Regions from separate parts of the Mus musculus genome. Here region 1 is linked to region 2. A link is a contact called in public HiChIP or PLAC-seq data. All regions are on one chromosome and are shown on one strand. The core of a region is the stretch at or near the end of the contact, and the rest is flanking DNA. Distances in the headings are between cores, read along the strand shown.

The links. HiChIP or PLAC-seq counts read pairs in DNA pulled down with a chosen protein or histone mark.
Region 1: an H3K27ac HiChIP or PLAC-seq map of VIP interneurons shows a contact between it and region 2, with 6 times the contacts expected there. The contact joins two enhancer-like sites. A contact is called at or near these places in 8 of 484 Hi-C or Micro-C datasets (the N1E-115 cell line, cerebral cortex, cortical neurons and 5 more) and 10 of 115 datasets of contacts at active chromatin or transcription factors (VIP interneurons, embryonic basal ganglia, embryonic forebrain and 7 more).

Annotation. Positions count from the first base shown.
Region 1 is chr6:28,808,159-28,814,924 of GRCm38.p6, forward strand. The region is part of intron 16 of Snd1 (staphylococcal nuclease and tudor domain containing 1); the gene reads left to right. Among named protein-coding and RNA genes, the nearest start is that of Lrrc4, 20 kb to the right of the region's middle. Within about 2 kb of position 5,148, at least 14 of the 459 cell types and tissues checked have an H3K27ac peak or open chromatin away from gene starts, as enhancers often do. A contact at or near this core is called in VIP interneurons, where this site is marked.
Region 2 is chr6:28,586,771-28,593,189 of GRCm38.p6, forward strand. All of the region lies in intron 10 of Snd1 (staphylococcal nuclease and tudor domain containing 1), which reads left to right. Among named protein-coding and RNA genes, the nearest start is that of Snd1, 110 kb to the left of the region's middle. Within about 2 kb of position 2,216, at least 43 of the 459 cell types and tissues checked have an H3K27ac peak or open chromatin away from gene starts, as enhancers often do. A contact at or near this core is called in VIP interneurons, where this site is marked.

The sequences.
Region 1 (6,766 bases), core at 3,898-6,397, 220 kb after region 2:
TTTAAACTAAGACCTCGGATCTTTGTCATGTCTTTCAACCTGGAGCCATGATATTTGTTCTTGTTGAGTATAAGTTTCACATTTCTGCTATCTATTTATGTTTCTTTGGCATGTAACCCAGAAATGGGTTAATAAGGTCTTGCCTGGGATTGTCCTTGGAGCTCTGGATTCTTGCTTTTCCATAAAAAATTGTAGTCAGTGGCTGAAATTTCCCAGCTAAACGCCACTAAAGTATGGCAACTTCAAAAATTTATGAGACCTTAGGAGTCCTGTCATGTCTCAATGCATAGGCTTTTAGCCTTGCATCAAGGGGACTTGTATTGTTTAAGGAGCCCATTGCCCTGAAGAAGCACAGCAGCATGTAAAAGGATGAAGGCTCTGAGATGCTCCATGCTAGTCCATGAGGTTATGAGGGTGAGGACAGGCTTTTCATGACACTGTCACAAGGGCCCCCAAGTGTTCTTACCTGGGTGATTAGAGGCCATTCCAGGAAAATACAGCAGTTTCACACTGTCCAGACTAATGTATTCTGGCCTTTCTTTTTTCATTTCTTAACCTATCCCCTTGTGTTTTTGTAATTTGTACAGTATCGTTCAAGGGTGTTAAAGAGATCAATAGCAATTCACCTTTTCCCTTATTGATTAAAGTGATGGCAAGGAAAAATGGCAGGCAATACCAATTCATTTATCATAAGCTATCCATTTCCTACTAAGCCACTGCTGAACTGTCCGCTGTTGGGTTGCTGATCTGCAAGTGGCATTACTTCTGTTTCCCAGGCTGCCTTAATGGAAATGAAAGAACCACTGTGATTGGTTCTTCCAATCAAAAGACGACACAAAAAGAAGCAACTGTGTGTGTGTGTGTGTGTGTGTGTGTGTGTGTGTGTGTGTGTGTGTGTGAAGCTCACCACAAATACTGTGCCATAAAGAACAGGCAACCTGTCACCACTTAGTGAACGCTGCTTTGTCACTCAGCAGTACCCCCTCTCGTTTTTCCTAAAGTGTTCTTTTTTGTCTGCTTTTCTACAGAATGTAAATTGAATATGATGAACAAAAGATCAGAACCTTAGTGAATGGCTCCAGTTTTGCTGAAGTAAAGATTAGCCGCCTTTGTGGCTTTTCAGTCCTAACTGGGCTCACCTTTGAGGTGTCAGAGTTGGATCTAGGGAGGCTTGGGGCACAAAGGAAGGTTCTTGTGGTTAAGGGGTTCTGTGCCCACCTAGGGATAAAACACAGAGGCAGTTCTTACCAGCTTCTCTTAGTCCTAGAAGTTCACATGGAAGGATTGTATGTAGAGGTATGTGTGCTGTTCACCTTCACTGGTTGTACCTCCTGTCACTTCGGAAAAGTGATAGAGAGCTCATTTTAAATGTACAACTAAAGCCATTTCACAACAAAGCGCTCATTTTTAAACTTCAGTGTTGCAAATAGCAATTCACATGGGTAAAGACTGGTTTTTAATCGCAGGATTCTACAGAGGAAAGTTCACACTGACTATAGAGCCAAGTTGGCTAACCTAGCTGCTACTTCTCTTGTAAATATATGAAAATAGGAATGTTGTTGCTTCTTACCCATAACTCACCTTTCCACCTCTCCATCCGTGTTGAGGTTCACTGCTAACATGCAAAGTAGGCCACTTCTCAGAAACGTCTTCTTTGGTTGAGTTGTGGTGGAGAATTAATATTTGGGTTGCTTCCTAGAGGAAGCCCTGCTTAGCCACTTACCTGATTATGCAGTTAATGGCAATCAGTGTGATCGCAGGGCTGGCGGCTGCTTGTTGCTGTCAGGGCTGCAGTCTTTCATGTTACCCAGCACTCAGCCAGGCTTCACCAGAAGAGCACTGCCACCTCCATTGTACCTAGTGGGTTGAGGTCACTATTTTGGATAGCCCTTTTCCAGTAGGAAGATGTCACTGGAAGCCCTGTGGTCTGCCAAAGGGAGATGTGTAGAAGGTAGCCAGCTCTCTGTGAAGCTGGTTAATTGCATGTGACGCTGCCAGAAGGAGGATTGTTCTTTTCCCATGAGTCATTAATAAACTCATGTCCTACATTGTGGGGAGGGGCTGACAGTCCATCATCTTCCTGAGCTTTGTTTGACAACTTTGCTTTTGAGGCCAAAGCCTTATAATGGCTGGAGGTGATGAGAAGAAAAAGAAATGAAGACTATATTTCCATTTAATATGTTTTTCTCCTAAGCTGGAAAGTAGCCCCTGCTTTGGCATCATCTTGGCAGCTACAGTACCAAGGTTCAAGGCTTGCCATGGGTAGGAAATGCTAGTGGCTCAGCTCTGCTGTGGGCAGCAGACTAGGGACTAGGCGTGGTCTGCAGATGCAGCAGCTAGAAGATGGCACATGTCTTGTTCCACTGGGGCTTGAGACTCACACCATCGTCTTCCTCCAGCCAAGGCAGCCTCAGCCCTGCTAGGTCTGAATACAGAAAGCATTTCTGGTTTTTTAGAAACTCCATTTTTAGGCAAAGATGGAAGAAGGCAAAGCAAATATAATACAGGAAATTCGATCTACATTTTTCCATGAAGCATTGAGTGCAGAAAAAAATAGAAATAGAAATAAGTATGACCATTCAGTTCCAAAGACCTAAGTGTAGTCTTTAATGCTGAGGTAGATGGTGTTGTAGCTGGAATGACTGAGGGAATGGAGCCCAAGCCATTTTGTCAGAGACAAACGGAGGCATGAAGTTAACCACCTGAATGCTCTCCCTCAGAGAGCTCAAGTTTCCACAGGGCCATCACCTTCACAGTACCTGGGACGGTAGTCATCCAGCTACAGTACAAGGACTAACTTAAGAATGTGACAGTGACAGCGGTGTCTCCAGAGGAGTGGGTGGTGTGACGGAAGCAGACGGGGGAGGTTAACAGGTGAATTTTCCTCAGATTGCATTACTTTAGAGAGGCGAGGACGGGGTTAAGGCCACTGAGAAGTCACCCAGGCCCTGGTGTTTGTAGGAGACTCTGCAGCCTAGTGCAGAGCTGAGCACACAGGACCAGAGCACAAGCAGAGAGAGACGAGGCCAGGTATCTGTCTGCTACTGTCTGCTCAGGCCAAAATCTAAACTCAGCTGCAGCCAAAGGAAACAGCTTAATGGCTAAAGTTGGAGGCATTTTCCTTGTGAGGAGAGCATTTTGTTTTATTTGGGTTTTTCTTTAAGAAACTGGGGAAAGTTCAACGTGCATAGCCGAGATTGTCCTTAAAAGTCCCTGACACTGCCCGATCCTTGTCCCCATGTATCATATGTTCAGGGACCTGCTCCTGCCCTCACAGAAGGCCTCCAAGAGAGCTGTGCCACCTTGTCAGGGTCTGGAAGACTTTCACTCCATGCTGAGATCTCCCTCCCCATCTTCTCAATCTTCTTTTTGTCTTTAAAGTTGGGGAGGAACAAATCACATTTTCCAGCAATTTAACGTTATTAGCTGATCCCCCCCCCCCTTTCAAAGCAGAGCTAAATGGAGCTAAACATACACACGAAGGCTATATTTAGACCTGATGGTGTGGTAGAGTAGAGAAGGCACACACATAGAGGTTTATCTGCTACCTAGTAAACACAGGGAGGTGTCAGGGCTGGAGAATTCAATAGTAATAATAAGCATTTATATGGTGCAATGACAACTTTGATACAGGGCATAATTTTCTGGGGATTGCTATTAATTGTGACTCTGCCTGTGAGCGGCCCCCTGGTGAGGGGCTTGGAACACCATGCAGAGTTAAGCTATATTAAACATCAATTAAAATAGTGTAAAATAGCAACTGGGCAAAATCCATAAAGGTCAGAGTAGCTGTAAGCATGGAAGCGTGGATGTGCAGGGTTAGGACCTAGGTTGCCTACTGCCGTGGGGGATTCGTGTGGTCAGCTATTAGCTTCTGCAAGGGCCAGGATCATCAGGTTTGCTGGAGAGTGAACCGTGGAACCCATTAGCTTTCAGTTAGTGCTCAGAGAAGTTTCAGAGACCACTGCTAGCCAGCAAGAGAGGATATAAAAACAACCAGAGTCAAGGGATGCATTCTTTATCTGTGCTGTCCAGGACTGTGGCCACTGGGTATATGCAGATACTGAACTCGAGATACACATGCTCACACACACCCTCACCTCACCTGAGAAACGGAGAAAGGAGTCAGTGGCTAAATTAAATCAGCCTTGGCTTGCTTTGTGCCCACCTTCTCCTGACTGTCCCATTTACCAACTCTGACCTCCATGCTCTTCCCCGGTAAAGTGACTGTTGTGGGACTAAGTGACCTTTACACATTTAGACAAAAAAGAAAAGAAATCCAGAAAAAGACCTATGAAGCCCCGTGCCTCTGCACAGTGTCCCTATTCAAGTGTCAGCCTGCACTGAAAGCAGCCCTGGTCTCAGTCCCTCCCCGCCAAGAGGCTTCACCTGGGCTTCTTATCCCTGAAACACACTTCCAAGTTGTTGTCCAGCACCCAAATCTCCTGAGGCACGCTGGATGCCATTGTTGCCTCCTTTGTATGGAATACATCTACCCTCAAGAAAGTCGACAACAGCCAGAACCCCTAATGATGACTCTGGGTCATTCTCAGGTGTATCATTTTGGCTTGGGTCCATGAAGCAAGAGGGGTATAGAAGTTACCTTGGGAAGTCAGGTCTCAGATGCTGACTCAGTGGCTATTAGCCAGTCCCCCTCCACCTAGCAGTAGAAAGTCACTGCTCCAGAGATTGTCCTCGGCCGCCCAGAGCCCCTGTGGAGCTGCCAACACTGCACAGCTCACAAAGGGCCCTGTAGCATCTCTAATTGAGGAGCTGGTGAGCGGCCGCCTTCAGTGGAGGTATTTTTAGCTACAGTGATACAGCCCCATCTTTTTGCAGGATGTTTTGTTTAGTTGTTTCCTTAAATGAAATAAATAAGTAAAATTGAAGACTGTACTACTTATACCCCAGTGCCAACACCCAAGAAGTTACGCCGCACCCCCTCACCATAGCCTATGTAATTAATTCTCCCTAAGACCCAGGTGCTGAGGCACAGTATTAGTCAGAATATTAGAGAGATATCACACACAGAGGCAAGAAAAGCTAGCAAAGAGAGGAGAAACAATGCAGTCTGGCCTAGTGTCTCCGTGCTGTGGGCTCTGCAAGCAGCGTGGGCAGCCGGGAACCACCCTCCTCTCGGGCTGCTCGGGCCTTTGATGCATCTGATGCATCAAGTGAGTGGGCTTCCTTCCACTCCTGAGCAGAAGGCGCCCTGTGCTGCATGAGATCCCATTCTCTGGTCTGCTGGGGCTTAGGGATGGGGACATGGGGTTGGGGTTTTGTTGTCGTTTGGTTTGGTTTGGTTTGGTTTTATGCTTTTATTTTCCTTGCCTTTGCCCTATCTGTGGCTTTGTCGTGCTTTCCTTGTCTTTTGGGTTGGTTTGGTTTTGGCGTCTATATTTATTTGTAAGAGGTTTTGGTTTGGTTTGCTGATAAAGAACTAGAGGATAAGCACAGCCCTTGCTTCAGACCCCGTGGCAGGATCCTGTATTGACCATGGCAGTCATTCGTCACCCTGGCAACACACATGGGTCGGGGAGGCACAGAAAAGCTACTAATGCTTGGAGACTTCATCAACCACAAGGTTTTTTGGTTTGAGGCTTTTTTCCCAAGTTCCCCAGGTGCATTAGCTGATACCTAGGGAAAGCTTTGTTAATTTTGGTAGGTGTGATAATAGCATTGTGGTTATGTAAGGAAATGACCGAGTATTTTTAGAGATGCATACTGAAGTATGTAAAGCTGAAGTGGCACCATGGCTAGGATAGACTTTAAAATGCTGAAGCAAAGAAAGCGGGGAGAGAGAACGATGAAGACTTTATTGGATCTCTATGATGGTTTATGGAGTACTCGTTAGTATTCTACTTTCAGTGGTCCAGATTTCTGTTTTCACAGTAGTTTTTGTATAATTAAAATATTTTTAAGATTTTTTTACCACCACTCCCCCTGCCAGGAATTCCTATATGCATCTAAGGTTAAGAACTACTGGCTTATTTGGAAATTAAATTCAGACCACCTTACCCTAGCTGATCATCTTAGACCTAACCTAGTTCATGACTTTGGATTTCTATCAGCATAAACTTGATCCCTCCAGCTCATAAACAGTGCACATCTGGGGACAGGATGGGCAGGCACAAAGAACAACCTAGTTCTGCCTCTAGACTAGAATTGAGGAGTAGCTCAGTAGACAGCTCTGTGTGTTCCCCACAACTCTTTAGGAGAGTTGCTGTACCTTGGAGCTGACCTGCCTTACCCCTTGCCAATGCTCCATCCTGAGAGCTTCTCTGGCCACACCAGGGGAATAATGGTGGTTGCAGCTATTCTGTGATCGTGATAGAAGAAAGTCCTCATTTCCTTGGAGCACTTTACCCACTGCTGGTGTGTCCTAAAATTTGTATCCAACCGTCATTCCCAGAAGTCCATCCACATTCTCTTCCTCCCCCACCCCTCCCTGTGTGTGTGTGTGTGTGTGTGTGTGTGTGTGTGTGTGTGTGCGCGCGCGCGCGCGCATGTGCCCCTTGTGTCCTCAACATTGTCCCAATTCCCAAGTGCTATTTTGTTCTGGCTGCTTAGTAGATGAGACCAATAGCAGCTGTGCAGCCAAATTAAATGGAGTTCTGGACGAAGGCTGGAGCTTCTATCCTACATTTGCACCATGGCCTTGATTAGGACCCTGGCTAAGCGCTTCTTCATTCAAAGGCAAGCTACTGACTAATCTTTATTCAGGGGGCTTTGTGACTTACACCTAAACATTAAGCTAATCTGTGTG
Region 2 (6,419 bases), core at 966-3,465:
TCTTTTGATGTTAGTATATTTGACCTTTTGTTGAGTTGATCTTCAGAAATCCTGTCTTCTTGTTTCTTATTTTTATTTATGTATATAACAAAGGGATTTGTGATCAGAGGAAAAAATAATTTGTAAGTTGGTTTCAAATAATGTTTCCAGGACTGGTTTGTAAGATCAGATGTGAGTTTTTCAAATTGGAACCTTTCCTAATAGGCTCTTGGGAAATGTCTTAGCTAAATTGCAACAGTGACTGGTGAAGTCGATCGAGGTAAATTGCTCCCATTGCTGAGGGCTCAGAAACCAGGCTGTGGAAGCTAAAATTCCTGGGAAATCGGGCTGAACTCTTGCACATGGTTTCCCCTTTGGATGGAGAAGAAGGCTGGTGCCACTGTTGATGGATGAGAGGAGATCAAAACCTGTTTTTTTTGCAATGAATTGGCAGCATGCTCTTTGAGAAACTAAAGAGAAATTTATGAGAAGACTATTAGGATCAGCTGGGTGATTATTTTAATATCATCTACCAATTATGTCTAAGAACACACCCTGATGCCATTGGACTCTAGTGGTTTGTCTCTGAAAAGTAACACCCGGTGCACTTGAATTTCTACTTGACATTCTACTATTGATCGTCATGTTCTTTTTTTTTTTTTTTTTTTTTTTTTTTGTATTTTAAAAAGTCAGTCTGATGCTTGTGACTGGTTAGAACAGAGATTATCAAGTAAGTATTTATTTTGGGTATTCTGTTGACATTAGACATGTCTTGTGTCTTTGAGAAAGTCCCTTAAGCTTTGTGCCACATGGCAATAATAATACATCACAAAATTGTGTGGCAACATTAGGCCCTTTATAATTGGTAAAACTCAATACTAACATCTGTCTATTCATTTTTTTCAGTTTCTGGCAAGTGTAGACAGTACTGAATTAAGGAGCAAGCTTTAAATCCTTCAATTAAAGCTTTTGTGGCTGAGGCCTAGGGAGTGCTCCTGGTAGCTCTCTGTGACATGTGAAAATTCTTCCTTGGTAGAAGTTTTAGAAGCTGAAGTCTTTCATTTATCAAGAAGGATAAAGGATGCAGTGACTTCCTGAGCTGATGAGTATTGTGGGCCTGTTACATGTGTGGGCAGAATTATATAATTAATAGGTTTACAGCTCCTTTGGACTATTATAAGAGTGTATTTAAATCAGTCTTCTTTCCTTCTTTCTTCATCTGTAAACATTGGGATAGTTAATTATTTACCATTCATATTTTAATTTCCCTTGGATAAGCTTGATTCATATGGACAGAGAACCACAATTTGTGTTTAATGCCTGGTGTGGTCTGAATGTTTCCCCCAAAATTTATGTACTGACAGTTTAATCCCCCATGTACTTAAGAGGGGAGATTTTAGGTCACCAGAGTGGGGTGGATTGATACCCATAAATAATAAAAGGTGTTTGTTTCCCTGTTAGCCAGTTCTGTGCTCTCCTGCCACATGTGGGCAACAGAGTTCCTCCATTGTGGAGGATGTACCAACAAGGCACCACCTTGGCAGCAAAGGGTAGGCCTTCTCTAGATATCAAGCCCGCTGCAACATTGCTTGAAGGTAGACATGCAGCTTCCAAGGCTTTATAAATTATCCAGTCCTATGTGTTCTATCACAGAGCATTCCATCAGACTCAGGTGTAGCCAGAAAGTTAGGGTTTATGACAGACAGGTTGCTTGTGGTCTCTATGAATTCTCCCTTAGATATTATATTATTTAGTCCTGTTTTTGCTATCTCCCAGAATTGTTCTTGCCATGAATTTGGTGCAACTCAATATTTTCCTGTTTCCCCCTACCGTTCTGTCCCTGTCTAATTCAGGCTTAGTTCCTCCAGGCTCTGGTGCCTGTGTTCTGTGGTTTGTAAAGTGCTGTGTACTTTGATAGCCTCTATAAATAACAAAACAGAGCTCATGGCAACAACACTATTGCACAGTCATGTTTAGATAGAGTGTATGTTAGACTATGAGGGGAGAGAGATGTCTTTCTACAGTTTCTGCAATGCAAAACTGTCCTGGTCACATACTCATCTACACCGCTTCTGATTTTGCTCGATTATTATCTCTAGAATGTCTTATGCATAACGAAGGCTTGTTGCTGCTGCTCTCTTCTCTCATTTCCCTCCTCCTTTAACATAGTAGAAAGGCTCCTTCACAGTATGCTGAGGTTCTAGCCAGATGCTAGCATGCTGGGCGCCCAGCTTCCTGTCTTGGCTGTCTTTTTTTTTTTTTTTCTTTCAGTGGCTCACCACAGCTGCCTTCACATAGTTGGAAGATGTGAAGCTCAGAACTTGAAGCTATTTCTATTGGTCCTGTCAATAGAGTTTGATAAAATGCAAATGCCTGTAAAATGGTAGACTTCCAATTAAAAGGCTCCAGCAGGGAGTCTGTTTTGATAATGAAAGTGATTAAGAAGGCTCTATTTTTTTCCATTGGTATGAATGCTCAACTAAAATAGCTTGACTTTCTGTCTGTAATTGGACTCTGTTAATGAGGTTCTAATAACTCTTAGGGTCTAATAATGATTCTAGCATCATCTTCAGCGATCAATGCTAGGGACATGAAGAACATAATTTCTTGATGACAATGTCATATAAAGTCTTTAATGCCATCCGTTTCCATTTTTTTCTCTATCTAACAGGAATGAATGCTTATTTTCTTTAACTCTGAGATCTAGGTGAATCTTTGGTCTGTATAAAGCTAAGCATACTGTGGCTTAATGTCTGTTTGGAAAAACCTGCACCTTGTCATAAGCCTAGGAGCACCAATTTGGGCGTGTAAGTATTAGATGCAGAGTAACACACAGAATTAGTGCAGCTGAGGCACCATCTGAAATTCAATTTGAAGAGTGTTTAGTATGTACAGCCCCAGGGAACAGCTGCAAGCTAGTAGAAGCCTTTCTGGTGAAAGTAAGCTGGAGAAATGAATATGCTTCCTTCTCAACCCACATAATCCATAATCCACATAGAAGACTGTTAGGGATGGGTGCCATGGTTAGCTCACAGCACCTCATTAATAGACTGTCACCTTCCATCTTTCCTTATTAGAGTCAGTGTTTGTGGTCTCTGACTTCAATCAGTCTTCTGTCTTATCACTAGTTTTTTCTTGTTCACTGTTTATTCTTAAAGAACCATCTACGTTTCTTTATAAGAAACCAGCCTGCCTGTCTAGTAAGAAAGGATTACTAAGTGATGGCTATGCTGTGGATTTGCTTGGTGACAGAATGGTTATCAAGCCTGCTTTGTTATGTAGGTTCACCATCCTTTGTCATACAGCCTTATTGTAGCCATGTAAGTGGGAGCATTGAGGACGGTTTTCTGTGCTTGGCTTGGGTTTATGTGAGCCATTTTTTTTTCCTGGTTTCAAATGTATGTTGATGTTCATATTCTTTGTACCTCATTACAGAGGGGATATTGTAGCTTTTTGTTTGTTTGTTTGTTTTTTGTTTTTTGAGACAGGGTTTCTCTGCGTAGCCCTGGCTGTCCTGGAACTCACTTTGTAGACCAGGCTGGCCTCGAACTCAGAAATTCACCTGCCTCTGCCTCCCAAGTGCTGGAATGAAAGGTGTGCGCCACCACGCCCGGCTGATATTGTGGCTTTTAAAATAGATTTTGTGTGTTTGTGTGTGTGTGTGTGTGTGTGTGTGTGTGTGTGTGTGTGTATCAGGGCTACATTTACATGAGTGCCAGTGCCAGTTGAAATCAGGCCTGAGCTCGTCCTGGAGCTGGAGTTCTGGGAGGAGGAGAGCTCTCAGGAGTGCGTGCTGGGAACTGAATGCCTGTCCTTCACAGCAGTAGCTGTGCTCTTTAACTCCTTAGGCTTTTCATTCCGATATCAGAACCGCTCAGAGTAAAATCAGTTGGTGAACAAACTTAACATCCCAAGGCTGATCCCTGGAAAACATGTTGAAGGCCCTGGCAGCATGCATTGTGCTCTCAGCAATTCTGCTTTGCCAAGGGAAGCCAGAGATGGAGAAGCAGGAAACAGCACAGGCAGAAGTAAGAAGGAACCTGAACCACAATTGAGGAAAGGGAGAATCAAATCCCCTGAAAATTGTTCTGTGACCTCCACACAAGTGTGTCATAGTTTGTGCATATACCTTGCATGCACATGTGCGCGCGCACACACACACACAGTAGGCAAACAGACAAATGTCAGAATTAGAGTAGAACTTTACCTTTCTTGATCATCAAGTCTAAGGTCAGAACATAAGACAAAGATAGTAAATAGTGTTTACTCATCCCCCAAATGTATTTAGTGCCAGCTTTGCTCTAACTTTCCTTCGCATTATATGGGATCAGGAACAATGTACAATCTCTTTGAGTGAAATTGAGAAGGGATCAACTAGCCAGTAATATTTAATCCTCCCCGCCTGCTTTGTTCCCCAACCCCATCTTCCTACCTGAGAGAGTGAGTTATACAACCAAAAAGTTAAAACATGTATGGCAGGCCCTCTGTCTTCAGTCTTCTCAAGTGTTTCTAATGATTTGTCCCGGAAAAGGTAAATTCCCATGATTTACACAGGTATTAGCAGTTGAACTGAGGGTAGAGGATTCTGTTTGATTCCCTGAGTGGAAATGTGTTAGCTACTGATACAGAGTTAGAGTGGCTGAGACAGAGAGAGAGGTTGGTTATTTCGGGGTACCCATTAGAGGAGCAATGCTTTAGCTATATTCTGCTTCCTTGGGATTGTAACTAGCTAGAGACAGGCCAAATGTCAACATGTTTGCCCAATTCTGTTGAGTTTTTTGATTTCTACTACCCGCTGTATTGAATTACTGATGATGTAAAGGGACTGCTTTGGTGTCTCTAGCACAATTAATTTCAGCTCTTTTCTCTGGCAGTCATTCCCTGGTTCTGTTCTATTAGGTATAAACTGTCTGCTGTCTTTACTGACTCAGACCTATTTATTCACAATACCTGAGTGGAATAGGAACAAATGGTTCTTTGAAATAATGCCTTTTATTTTCCTTATATTATGTTGGTGGAATCCTATAGTTTTGGGCATTTCTGTATATGAAGATTGACTACAGAATTTCATGTGGGGGCTTGAGGGGAGAGAGAGGCGCTGGGGGCGGGGCAGTCTAGTCCTCTCCCGCTTACTATTTTATTTTTTCTATTATAGAGGCAGCTGTTAACTGGGACGGTGCCCTTTGTAGGCCACTACTGGAGTTTGCACTGCTAAATCCTCTCTTGCATTTTTAAACTCTCAGCCTGTAATGAATGAAATAGCCTTGCCTCCTCCTGATGAGGATGTTTATGGGTCAGGCCGGCAGCCTTCCTCTGAAGCACATCACTGTCTCCTTTGGGTTGAAGCATTTGTATAGCAACACACTTCTGAATGGAGGAAAGAACTGCTGGGAGACCTCTCGATGCCACCTCGCTTTCCTGTTTTGTGGTACTGCTCTTCAGTGTGCAGTGTGGCAGGCGGTGAATACCAGTACCCAAAGGTCTTAAGCTGGTAATTAGGTTCATTCATGCTTCGTTCACTCAGTGCTTGGGTATTTTCTTTAGCACCTCTATAGAACTCAAATATTTCTCAGTATTATGCCACTTACCAAGAGGCTGCAAAGATGCTTCTGAAGGTAGATGGGGCTGGTGGGTGGATACATTAGGTAAAATACAGATTAACACTGCATGGTAGAAGCAGAGTGCTTGGCATAGAAGAAGGAACCCAGAGCAATAGAGAAGCTCACATAATGAGAAATTGTGTACCTCGGTAGTGCTGTGCTGGTAGCGCAGAACATCCACTGCGTTTCTCCCACACCAAGCTTTGTGCCAAGAGCATTGCCTGGGCTGTCTGTCTGATTACTCAAACTCAAAGCTACATCAGGTTAAGTCTTTATTTTAAGATGTTAGGAAATGGGAGGGCTGGCTGCTTTAAGATACTTACAGAAAGGTAAATTGCTGGTGAGTGGAACCCTTGGGAATAGACCCTAGGTGTGGCCAAAAGAATGTGCTTGCACCATCTACTTCTTACTGTTGTGTATTTGCTTGACTTTCAGTTCAGTGCTTTATCTGGGTCACCAGTTCTTTCAATTAAAAAAGTGTAGTAAAATGAATGGGTTGAGTAATTTGTGTTGTGCTGAATGCTTATTGCTATTTCATGCTATACACTTAATTACTTCTGTGTGCTTATTGCTTAATTACATAAAATGCAGTACTTCCTTTATCATCTTTCTGCAAAACTGCCCCTTATTTACTGTGGCTTAAGCAAACCAGAAAGCAAGAAAGGATGCTAATTTTTAATTTTGGTGGGTAGAGTTCTTTGGGGGTAATGTTTTATGAGTGCACTGGTACCTGATGGTCAAAGCATGTGTCTTGTCAGGATGCAAGTGTTCAGCATGGGAACGTATAACAGATGCCATCATGTAGCATCTTTCCAGGCACTGGGGTGACATCTGGACCTA